Regions from separate parts of the Ostrinia nubilalis genome. Here region 2 is linked to region 1. Evidence: chromatin contacts called from public Hi-C data. All regions are on one chromosome and are shown on one strand. The core of a region is the stretch at or near the end of the contact, and the rest is flanking DNA. Distances in the headings are between cores, read along the strand shown.

Region 1 (5,090 bases), core at 698-3,197:
TCTTGTAGGTGTACCTACCAACGGTACGTGATTCAATGTCACTTTCCTCGACAAAACAAATGCTACGTGGGTGGGCATAGCAAGAGAAATTTGAAGGTCTAACTCTATTCTCTAGCCAAATATTTTTCTAATTAAGATCATGGCATCGCTACGAAGATCCGTTATTGCCGAAAGGTTAATTTATTTCATTTGTTTTCCAACAGCCAGTGAAACTTTACTGACGATTTAGCTTACTAAAAGCTATCTGGCTAAAAAATGAGCAAGTTACTTAAATCCCTAACGTACACAACGCCCACGTTCTGTCTCGTTTGTTTACAGTATTGTGCACGGCTGCGGAATAATATGTTTCAAAGTGAAATAACGCGCCCGCCGAAACTGCGGCCCAGTTGGTCTGTGTTTTATTGTGTGTAAGCGAGATATCGTACAGTTGGTTGCCGAGTAATCGAGTATAAATAGCGAATAGACAACAAAGAATCAACAATCTCGGATGCCGCTGTCGAATTTCGAGATTAATCTTTCCCTGAGTGTTGAAAACATTGCGGCGAGCGATCTAGAATAGATTTTACATGCATGCCTATTGTTGTTATAGCTCTGCCCGTACTCAAATCTTAATTTACCGACGAAATTTCTAGTTACATTCGCGCATTTAAATATTTGAGTTGCTAGTTAGTACCTACCTACTTAGTTGATTAGTCTATAAAGTAGCTGTGTGCATTTCGTAGTAAAACTTATCCAGTATCTTCCTAATAATACTTACGTATTCCTTCCATAACTAAAGAAATCAGCTTATTCAAGGTACCTAGGCCCTTTGGTTAACTGTGTCCAGTGAATAAGTTAAAAAGAAAGCAAATTAAGTAAATACCCAAAATTACCTTACGCCTTTAGTAAGTTAATTAAGTAAATACTCAAAATTACCGTAACCTTTGAAAACTTTGTAACGTTATTAATTTAGCAGTTCAAATAAAAAAGCGCGCGATGTAGGTTACGAGATGTTTGCAGTTCGCAGCACAGTATAAATCAGGCAAAACGGTCTATCTCTAAGACCTAGGTAATTAGTAGGTAATTAGGTAATTATTTATAATACGAGTAGGTATTTTGAATTTTCCCAGTCACCTGGGTAAAATCTACTTAAGATCAGAATCTATTCAATTCAATATGGTACCTACTTCACTTATTTGCTCAGAGGAATTGATTTCCTTTGCATAATCTGGATTTTACCTTATAAAAGGAGCACTTGAAATGAAAGTAAGTATTGTTGTTTTAAGTTTAGCCTTGGCAGGGGTGGCCAACTTGATTAGACATAAGATCTACTGTTTACTAACGAAACCCTGGGTGATCTAACACTTACATACTTCTTGAAATCTTATATGAAACAGCATAGTTTAGTACAAAATCATCATTTTTTGCCTTGCCACGATCGACTGGACTAATAGTCGCGATCGACCGGTTGGCCACCCCTGATCTATGGGTTCGGCCAATCCAACGCGTGCAGCCTTCGTGTGCGATGGCGATCCTACTGATTTCTACAGATCGCCATTTCCATCGCGCATATAGGCTGCTGCATGCGTTGGTTTGGCCCTCAGATGATGATCTTCTGAGGTTTGGCCGAACCCATATTTAGGTAGTCAATCTATCTTTCAATCAAATCTTTTGCCTACTGAGTTTAGCATTGTTTGGTTGCTTATAATAAAGAAAGGCGCTCTTATTTTTAAGAGTTATTATAATATGATTAAAGTGTGAGTTGTGAGACTTATGAGTAAATTATTGTTTTTAGTCTTTGAAAATAATAAAAATGAAAACAAAACAAAGGAAATTAAAACAGTGAAGAGAAGGTATGGACTAGATCACTTTGCCGGCCCAAAGTGGGGGTTAATTAAAAAAAAAGATGACGGTGACAGCTTATGTCACTTTGACGTTTGACGATAAAAAAAAACAAATCTTGTTGCATGTTGCACGGCTTTGTTTGTTGTTGTGTTTTTATTTCTATTCGCCGTGTTTTTGAGATAATTAAATTAATAATGTAATATTTGTATCTAAGTAGTGCATTTGAAAGCGCCAATATCTCGGTTCACTGAATATATTTCCTGTAAAATGGAGAGCTACGATGTTATATCTTTCGTTGGTGAAGGATCGTTCGGTCGAGTTTTTAAAGCAAAACATAAAGAAACTGACGATGTTGTGGCATTAAAAGTTATAAGAAAGGTTCGTAGAGATCACGAATGATGGTCTAACTATTACCATGGCTTTTGTCTGACATAGTATTGCAATTTTACAGAAAGGCCGCTCTTCTAAGGATTTGAAGAATTTGAGGCAAGAATGTGACATTCAGAGGCAGCTTAAACACCCCAATATAATTCGTATGATATACAGCTTTGACACGGAGTCAGAGTTGGTAGTGGTTACTGAGTATGCTGAAAAGGAGCTACATAGCATATTGGCTAAAGAAGGTTGTCTTAATGAAGAGCAAGTGAAGAAAATCACATGGGACTTGGTGTCTGCATTGTATTATTTGCACTCTCATAGAGTTTTGCACAGGTATGTGTACATAATGTGTAAACTAATCACATGCAGTAGGGGTTTGAGGCATTTTGAAGCATTGTATTGAAGGTCATGCCCATATTCGGTCCTAGCAGATAGCATAATATACATTACAATTAATCTACAATATAAGTGTATCAATAAGTAATAATAATAACTTTTGGTACTTATTGTCACCTTGAATTTGATGATTTACCTATGATAATCCTCCATTTGGTACAGTTATCTGTTATTTTTTGCTGGAATACAAATTTTAGCTGTCTTTGCAATATTCATATTGTTTTTGTTTTGATTTCAGGGACCTAAAACCTCAAAATGTGCTATTAGATAGTACAGGTCGGGCGAAGCTGTGTGACTTTGGATTAGCAAGACTAATGACCAACACTACACATATTTTAACATCCATCAAAGGTACTCCTCTATACATGGCACCTGAATTAATTGAAGAGAAGCCTTATGACCACCAGGTAAAGCAAGCATGAAACAGTGAAGACATGGCAACATAATAATATTTTTGTTATAAATATTTTTTCAGTAAGATAGGCCTAATGAAATATTGATTTAAATGGATGCGGCCAGATTCTACACATGAAACAACTTGTAGCCATCCTAATTACTATTTTAATTATAATTATTTTCTTATTTCAGGCAGACCTATGGTCTCTAGGATGTATAGTATACGAACTGATGGCAGGCCAACCCCCATTCTGTACTATGTCCATACTGCAGCTAGTGCATATGATAAAACATAAACCGGTACAATGGCCAAGTTTTATCAGCATGAAAGCTCGGTCCTTTTTACAGGTAATTCAAGTTTTAATACATTCTTACGAATTTACATTAAAGAAATAGCTAGCAGTGCAGTGGAATTTGCTAATTTCACTTATAACTTTCTGACAGCATTACATCATTTCCCATCTTTAAAATTCAGAATCCATTCTTTGGATTGAATGTACTTTCTCCTTAATTTAAAGAATGAATATTTCATAAAGATCTGGTTTTTTGGCAGGGCTTACTTCATAAAGATCCTATGAAGAGAATGAGTTGGCCAGAAATTTTAGAGCACCAGTTTGTAGCTGGCCATGTGCTTATTCTACCAGAAGATGTCCAGAGTGAATCTCCATTCACCAAACCCCTAACTCATAGTCAGCAGGAAGCTAAACAACTCCAAAGGGATAAAATAAATACTAATGCAAGGTAACATCTCTTTTAAATTTTTATATTGCGAAAATACAATCAAATTAACTATAATGTGATGTCTAGATTATGGTCAATATGTGGGTGATGCCTTTTGATTCTTGCCATGGAAATTGTATAATTATTTGTTGCCAGTTGTAAAAATATTTTGTAAATTATATTGACTTCAGGTTAATGAAGATGGAAGGAGAATCAATTAAAACTGAAAGAAGGGAACATGATCTTCGTAACATCCGCGTAATGCAGGCAATGGAGTGTGTGCCGATGTCAGACGACGATAGTGTCAGAGCAACCAGTGCGTTCAGTGTCCGAGACAGTCTCAAAACTGATGACGAAGACCAATCGCAACCCATCACTGCTGCCAACGCAAAGTTGCTAAGACACGAATACAATGTAATGAACAACTCGAATCTCGTAGTTTGCAACTTAGAAAAAAACATGGCTCAATTAATGCGTGCCAACAAAAAACAAAATGATGCAAATTTGAATAAAATGGATAAAATTGTTGAAGAAAAACAGAATGTAGAGAAAATTGCTGATGAATCAAAGACTGAAAGTGCCAACGACAAACCAGTAGCTGATGTAAAACAAAAGGTGAATTCGGTTGACACTGCTTCCCATAGCTTGGAGAACCCCAAAAGTTCAACGAAATGCAGTAGCGATATTAGTTCGGGCTTGAGTAAAAGTGTCCCACCGTCTTATAAACAGAAGCTGTTGCAATTTTCAAGAGATAAATTGCGGTTTGGTAGTGGGGGAAACAGACTGACCAGAAGTATTAAACGATCATTCCATTTTAGCAGAAGTTGGGATAAAAACAAGCATGATACTCAAAGACACACATCCGAGCCTAATGTGGAGATTCCGAGTTTGATTGATACAGATAAAGAAAAATGTTCTAAAGAGGAAAAGGATGAGGACAGTGAAAAATGTGATGTCATTGAAGAGACATCAGATGATAAAGAGATTGCTAATAATGATCGAATGATTAAGCCTGAAGAAAAACGTGAAGGTAAATATCTTATTTAACACATTTTACTTTTCTCATTGTAATTATAGTGTGGATTTAATGTAATGATACCTAATATTTTACTTTCAGCTAAAGAGCCATCTTCAATAGAATTGGAAGAGTGGGAAGCATTCTTAAACTCTAATATTACTGAGGTTATGGATGGCGATGTGGAGTCTCTCACGCAACTTAATATGGTATGACGTCATAGTAAATATTTGTTAATCAGTAAGGGTCAGTTTTTAGTCCGTAGTAAAAACGACCACTCAGCGAAACTGATACCACTTCCAATGTGGATAGAGTTAGCGATGTCTCGTATCATCAGTCCGATGTCGAAACTATCAGCATA
Region 2 (5,795 bases), core at 3,238-5,737, 150 kb after region 1:
GACTTTTGAAACTCCATACAAAAAACACCGGTTATCGTTATAGGTACGGTCAAAGTTAGGTGGTGCAACTCAGCCTTATTAAGTACTCGTTTGGGAAACATTTGGCGCTATTCAACTGTATAGTTTGTCTTTATGCTTGTAATATGCTAGTGAAAAACTCGTAGATAGAGTTCGAAATTATCTACCTTTTTGTTTTCTTCAGTGATTATATTGACTAATTTCTCAATGATACTTCTATACCTACCTAACCTACTCATTAATGCGTTATATTGCTCCGGTCAGTAAGTAGGTATACTTCGCTGTTCAATGCCAAGCTTTATACCCACTCGACCATTACCTAACACATTCATGATCTACCTGAATTAAACCTCGAATGGCATTGGGGATTATGTTTTTACTCTCTTATCTCTTACTGCAACAAACGTAAGGCTCATAAATAAGGTGTTTAAACAAAATCTGCTTGACTATTTACGTAGCACCATCAACGTTACAATGCGTGTAACTACTTCCAAATAGTTTTTATTGTGGGACCGCGAAGATTCGAGACATTCGTATAAATAAATGTTTATTAATAGAACAATAGAAAAACAACGGTAAGCGGTGCATCGTGGAGAAATCTAAACATCGGGACCCTACATAGGGTGATTAGTATTCATGCCTACATCAAACGTAGCCAAAATCGAGTTGGGTGATGGTGTAACCGCGTGAGTGCGGTAGTAATGGCCAGGGTTCGTTCGCCGTGGAAAGCGAAAGTGCGTTCACTGGGACAACGACCGGCTCCTGCCTCTGCCCGCTTCCTGCGCGATACATTATCATCGGAGGCGCGTCACACCTTTGCCGAACGGGCTCCGTAGGCGCGTGCGCCTCCCGCTTCCTTGGTAACCGACGATCGGTGCGCCTAGGGTTGCCAGGTCGAAAAACACAAAAGCCACACATTTTAACCTAAAAGCCGGACATGTCACGGGGGGTGTGGGTGCAATTAGTGTCATACGTGTCATAGCTCACGAGTGAGGGAGACTGGGTACGGTTGAAACAAAAGACGGTTAAAACAGAGCAAATATCTCGTAAACGGTTCCCCGGGGAGTGAGGGGTCCTAGGGGAAAAAGAAGCGGAAGACAGGTCCGAACACGAATTTAGTGCCTAATAACTTCCTAACGCGTTGACGTTGTGTATAAAACACCATTTTGTTTTTTACTCCCCAAAGTAAGTATTTTTCTTCAGACATTAACGCTTATACTACCTGTTCTTTTTATGTGAATGTATCGAGTGTGCGTTTGCGATTATAATGAAGCTTGTAGAATAAGGGACAGTAACTATTTTTAATGTGTGATTGTTAGTGTCGACGAAACTATAAAGTATATTTTACCAAAAGTGGGGCTGGGGACGATTGAAACATTTTTTTTGGGTACGGTTGAAACAGAAAATGTATTAATGTTTATTTTATGTAGATGCCGAGAGTTTGGGTAAGGAAGATTTCCAGGGAGGAAATTGACTTGGTAAAGCATAAGAGGAGGTAAAAGCTGAAGATTCACTGCGGAAAGCGGCGGAAAAGTATGGTTTGAAAAAAAAATAAAGATTTTCGTGAACTTTATTCAGAATGTTATCTTAATTATTAATGTTTATTAGATTTGGAAATATCATTTATTTTATCATATTTCTGTTATTTTTTTAAATGTTTACTACTTATCAAAGGCTAATTAATGTTTTAAAAATATTAAATACTTAGACTGATTAATGTCGTCATGTGGTACCATAATTTTAATATTCGTAGTATTAATGATAAATAAAACACGTTTTATTAGTAATTATTGTATTATTTGTATGTATTTTAACAGATCCCAATCGCTGTTTCAACCGCCCCCGGCATGGGGACGGTTGAAACAAATTTTCTTTTTTTTTTAAATTTCGTATATTTCTAAAAATAGTAACCTGGGAACTATAATGATACAGCCATATCGTAGCTAAAACTTCAAATTTCAATTTCACGTATCGTAATCGTCACTTGGTTATTAAACAACAAAATTATAGACAGTAAAAGCAAAATTGTTTCAACGGTACCCAGTCTTATTATTCTATAGCTCGACTAAAAAGCCAAACATGTCCGACTAGAGCCGGCCACCTGACGACACGTCTATCGTAGAGTACCTACCTACTGTTTTATTTGAAACTAATAAAAATAAATGTGTTTTTACATTACACAGCTGAACCGATTAGATGCCTAATTGTCTGATCATAAAATTTCACTGACCATAGAACCTTTTCACGAAAATATCCTAACCGAAATAATGAACTAAGCTTTGTAATTAGCCTTGTTAACGATAGGAGGATGTTGTTTACCTAATTGGTCACTTCAGCCCTAATACCTCCTTATTAGGGCTTTAATCAAGCTTTAATTAAGTCGGAATCTCAGGGCTCTACTTTATTTCCGTGTGTTGGAGGTGATTTGAGAATAGGATAGAATATTAAGCGGATATCTGGGAAACTAAGGTAGTAATCGAGGCGAAGTAATGAGATTTTGGCAATGTCTGTTACTCCCAGGATAGAGTCCTGAAAATTAGGTAGAGCTGTAGCCTTTGTTAGAGCTGGAAAATAGATAGGTGGATGTAGAGCGAGACAGTAAAATTTTCAGCGATATATTCTGCGCCTAATGAAAAATATAGATGGTGTAATCTGTGTGGTATAGTTTGCCCTAGCGAATAGAAAAAGCCCAAGCAATCTTAAAGCTGACGAAAAAGGGATGAAAGCAAAGCGTCGTTTCACAAATTAGGGATCTGAAAGTTGATATTTATGGTTGTGGTTATTAATGTTTCATAATAGTTCAGAATTTACGACCCCGTTTTTTAATGCGAGACGCCCATTAAAGACTTTTTGGAAACGAGAATCCAGGAATCTTCGCGGACAACGCCATAGCATTATGCTAGTATTACGAAATGTCCGTAACTCCATTTTTTTCAGTGAGATTTGAACCCGTAACCCCTAGGATTGCAGACGAAAACGTATACTTACCTACTATTAGCTATTTACTGGACCAGAAGCCTATTCAGTATTTTTTATTTTAAACCATTTAAAATGAAATTAAGTAATTAGATATTATATAAGGTAAAAAACAAATCGATTCGCTTTTTCTGACAAAATAACGCCACCAACAAGTTAATTTAATAATTTTAATGGATCTAATGAATACAAATTGGCCGGCTTATGATTTACACGCTGAAATCTACATCCTGAATAAAAGAAATCGCAGGAATGATTTGAGCACGCAGAACATTTAATTTTAACAATAAAATTTAATTCTTGTTTACCTAAAAATTATTGTTATATATTTTGTGTTAATTAGTTAAGCGAACACCAATCTGCAGACCAAAACTTCTCATCGCTAGCAGTTTTTGTTTGTTTCTATTTAGAAAGGAGTCAAAAGTATTATTTTTATAATTAACATTAAATATACTTATTGCTTACGTAGTTTCAGCCAACACTTCATACTTTCAATTCTCCGCTTAGCTTCCTGAAAAAAAGTTATCACAGATCTTAGAAAATTATGTGGTCCCAGCATCCATTACACGACATTATTTTTGGGATTTTTAATAAATAATACGTTCTACTCACTTTTCTAATACCTACATAAATTGATAACGGCTAATAACGAGCACCTATGTAATATTATCGCCTAAAAATGATAATGCTGCAAATTCGCCTTGTGAAGAAAGATTGCTATAAAATAGTGGCAAGGAGTAAAAAGTTGATAAAAATAATAATAATATTATGATTATTATCACTGCACCCTAATAGAGAAGTTCTGAAGAAGAGAACTAAGCAAGAAGATTATTGTTGTCAAATTAATTAATCAATCTTAATATAATCTATAAGATAAATAAACTTAACTTATTATGTAATTCACGATGACACACGATACACACCCAGTATGCTGCGCTGTGCTTAATTCACGTAATTGTGGGTAAAATTAAAGTAATTTACTTAAAATTACTTTTAATTCAAATGGAGATAATATGTCTCAAATATTATATTCTAAAAGGATCCCTCTACCTATCATATTAGACTCTAGAACTGCAGTTTATGTTTAAGTGTAGCCTTAGTACCATCCTTAAATTACCTGAAACTTTACGAGAATGTGGTCTATTGATAAGATTCAAAATTAAATAACTCTCGTGAACATTCTTAAGCATTCGCCATTTTTTTACTAGGTAGAGATCTAGTTTATAAAACTCCGTCATATTCTGTAAACAATAAGCTGTCAAAACAAACAGCTAACAATAACATAACAATGACGCATACACTGTTAGTGCTGCATTGTTCAAATTTCCCTCTTGCCGATGGAGACAGCCAGTCGCGTACCTGTCTGGCGGGCGCAATCGTTACCGCGTCGGTCTGCATCGACAGGCATGCGCAGTGCGCACCACCGTGCGAGCATTCGACCAAGTGGGAAGTGAGGAGGAACGGCGCTGCACGCTGTAAATGGTCGCCTCCGAGCCGCTCCGCCGCGCCGCCCCGCACCCGCAGTCCTCCCGCCGCGCCGGCTTCGCACGCTCCTCGCTAACCGCATCATGGTGAGTCATACCTCAGTGCGAAACTATTCATTTACGGCGACCTTTATACGATAGACACGGGCAAAAATAAAACACGACACCAGACCTGCCATAAAATCAACGAACGTGCTACAACGCACCTATCCGGCTTCGACGCGAATTGCAATAAATAAATCTAATTATGTGAATATTGAACTTAAAGAAATCGAGGAGTCTCACGTATATAAACACTGAAGGTCAATAAAACGTTTCGCCTAGAATCATTTAACAAAATCTAACACGCGTTTCAGGTAATGGACAACCGGATGAACGAAGAAACTGACAATGAACACAACTCCTCGATATTCGTGACCAATTTTCAAAATGGAGAAATAGTTAATTACTCCCTTGTTTTGATTAAAGGATTCATAACAAGAGGCAACACAACAAACCAGGACCAATTGACATGCACATTAAAAAATGAAAAAACACAAACAAAATCACAGTGGTCAGTTTATAATGGCGAATTTAAGGTCATCACTGAATTAACCAGAGGAAACAACACGATTGAACTAGAATATGCAGAACAAAAGAAATCAATTTTATTGGAGTATGAGCCTCGTAAAACGAATCTCAGAGTTACACCAGTTTACATAATTTGTCAAGGCCATGACGGATGCTTCCAAAGTCCTCAAGATGTTGATTGCTCTGTAGAAAGTGCTTGCTCTCGTATAGTCCTCGGATCAAAATTAATCCAATGCTTAACAGCTGAAAAACTTTTTGAAAGTGGAGTTGGGAGAAAAACTTTCCAACTTGAACATGAAGTAAATTCCAAAAAGCCTGAGTGTGTCATATTCCGCAGCAGCTTAAATGTAAATAAAGCAAGAAAAATGAAGCAAGCAGAACTATGGACTCACTTCGGAAGAGAACTAATGCTCTCTGATTTAGGGAGTAATGAAAGGAAGTTTCTGGGATTTATATCATGTACGAGATTTAAAGGGACCGACATTGAAAAACCAATGACTCACGATGAAATCGTTTCACTAACGGAAGCTTACGCTGCACTTGGAGGCGGAGGTCTAGCTCTGTTTGGTACTGCTTGTTTATACACATGGCCCACAACAGTGGATGATATCATCCCAAGATTCATGGACACAACACCAGTAAACAACCGAAGATTTATGGACGACAGCGGATACAGAGGAACCCTTGGAGGCTGTTTTGCTACAACATTGGGCTCAGTTTTCCATGAATTAGGCCACACCTTTGATT

Evidence for each region. Hi-C and Micro-C count contacts between places; a contact is called where the count stands out from the background.
Region 2: a contact with region 1 is called in a Hi-C map of whole body, with 5 times the contacts expected there. The contact joins the promoter of LOC135071749 here to the promoter of LOC135071774 in region 1. A contact is called at or near these places in 3 of 5 Hi-C or Micro-C datasets (whole body and whole larva).

Annotation. Positions count from the first base shown.
Region 1 is chr5:7,269,530-7,274,619 of ilOstNubi1.1, forward strand. LOC135071774 (serine/threonine-protein kinase fused) reads left to right here and starts at 1,948. Exons shown (of 12, transcript XR_010257321.1): 1 at 1,948-2,202; 2 at 2,276-2,535; 3 at 2,837-3,005; 4 at 3,187-3,342; 5 at 3,548-3,735; 6 at 3,906-4,744; 7 at 4,832-4,938.
Region 2 is chr5:7,416,956-7,422,750 of ilOstNubi1.1, forward strand. It overlaps LOC135071749, which reads left to right and starts at 4,488. Exons shown (of 2, transcript XM_063965539.1): 1 at 4,488-4,565; 2 at 4,835-5,795. The coding sequence starts at 4,563. The region is part of intron 1 of LOC135071750 (glycolipid transfer protein); the gene reads left to right.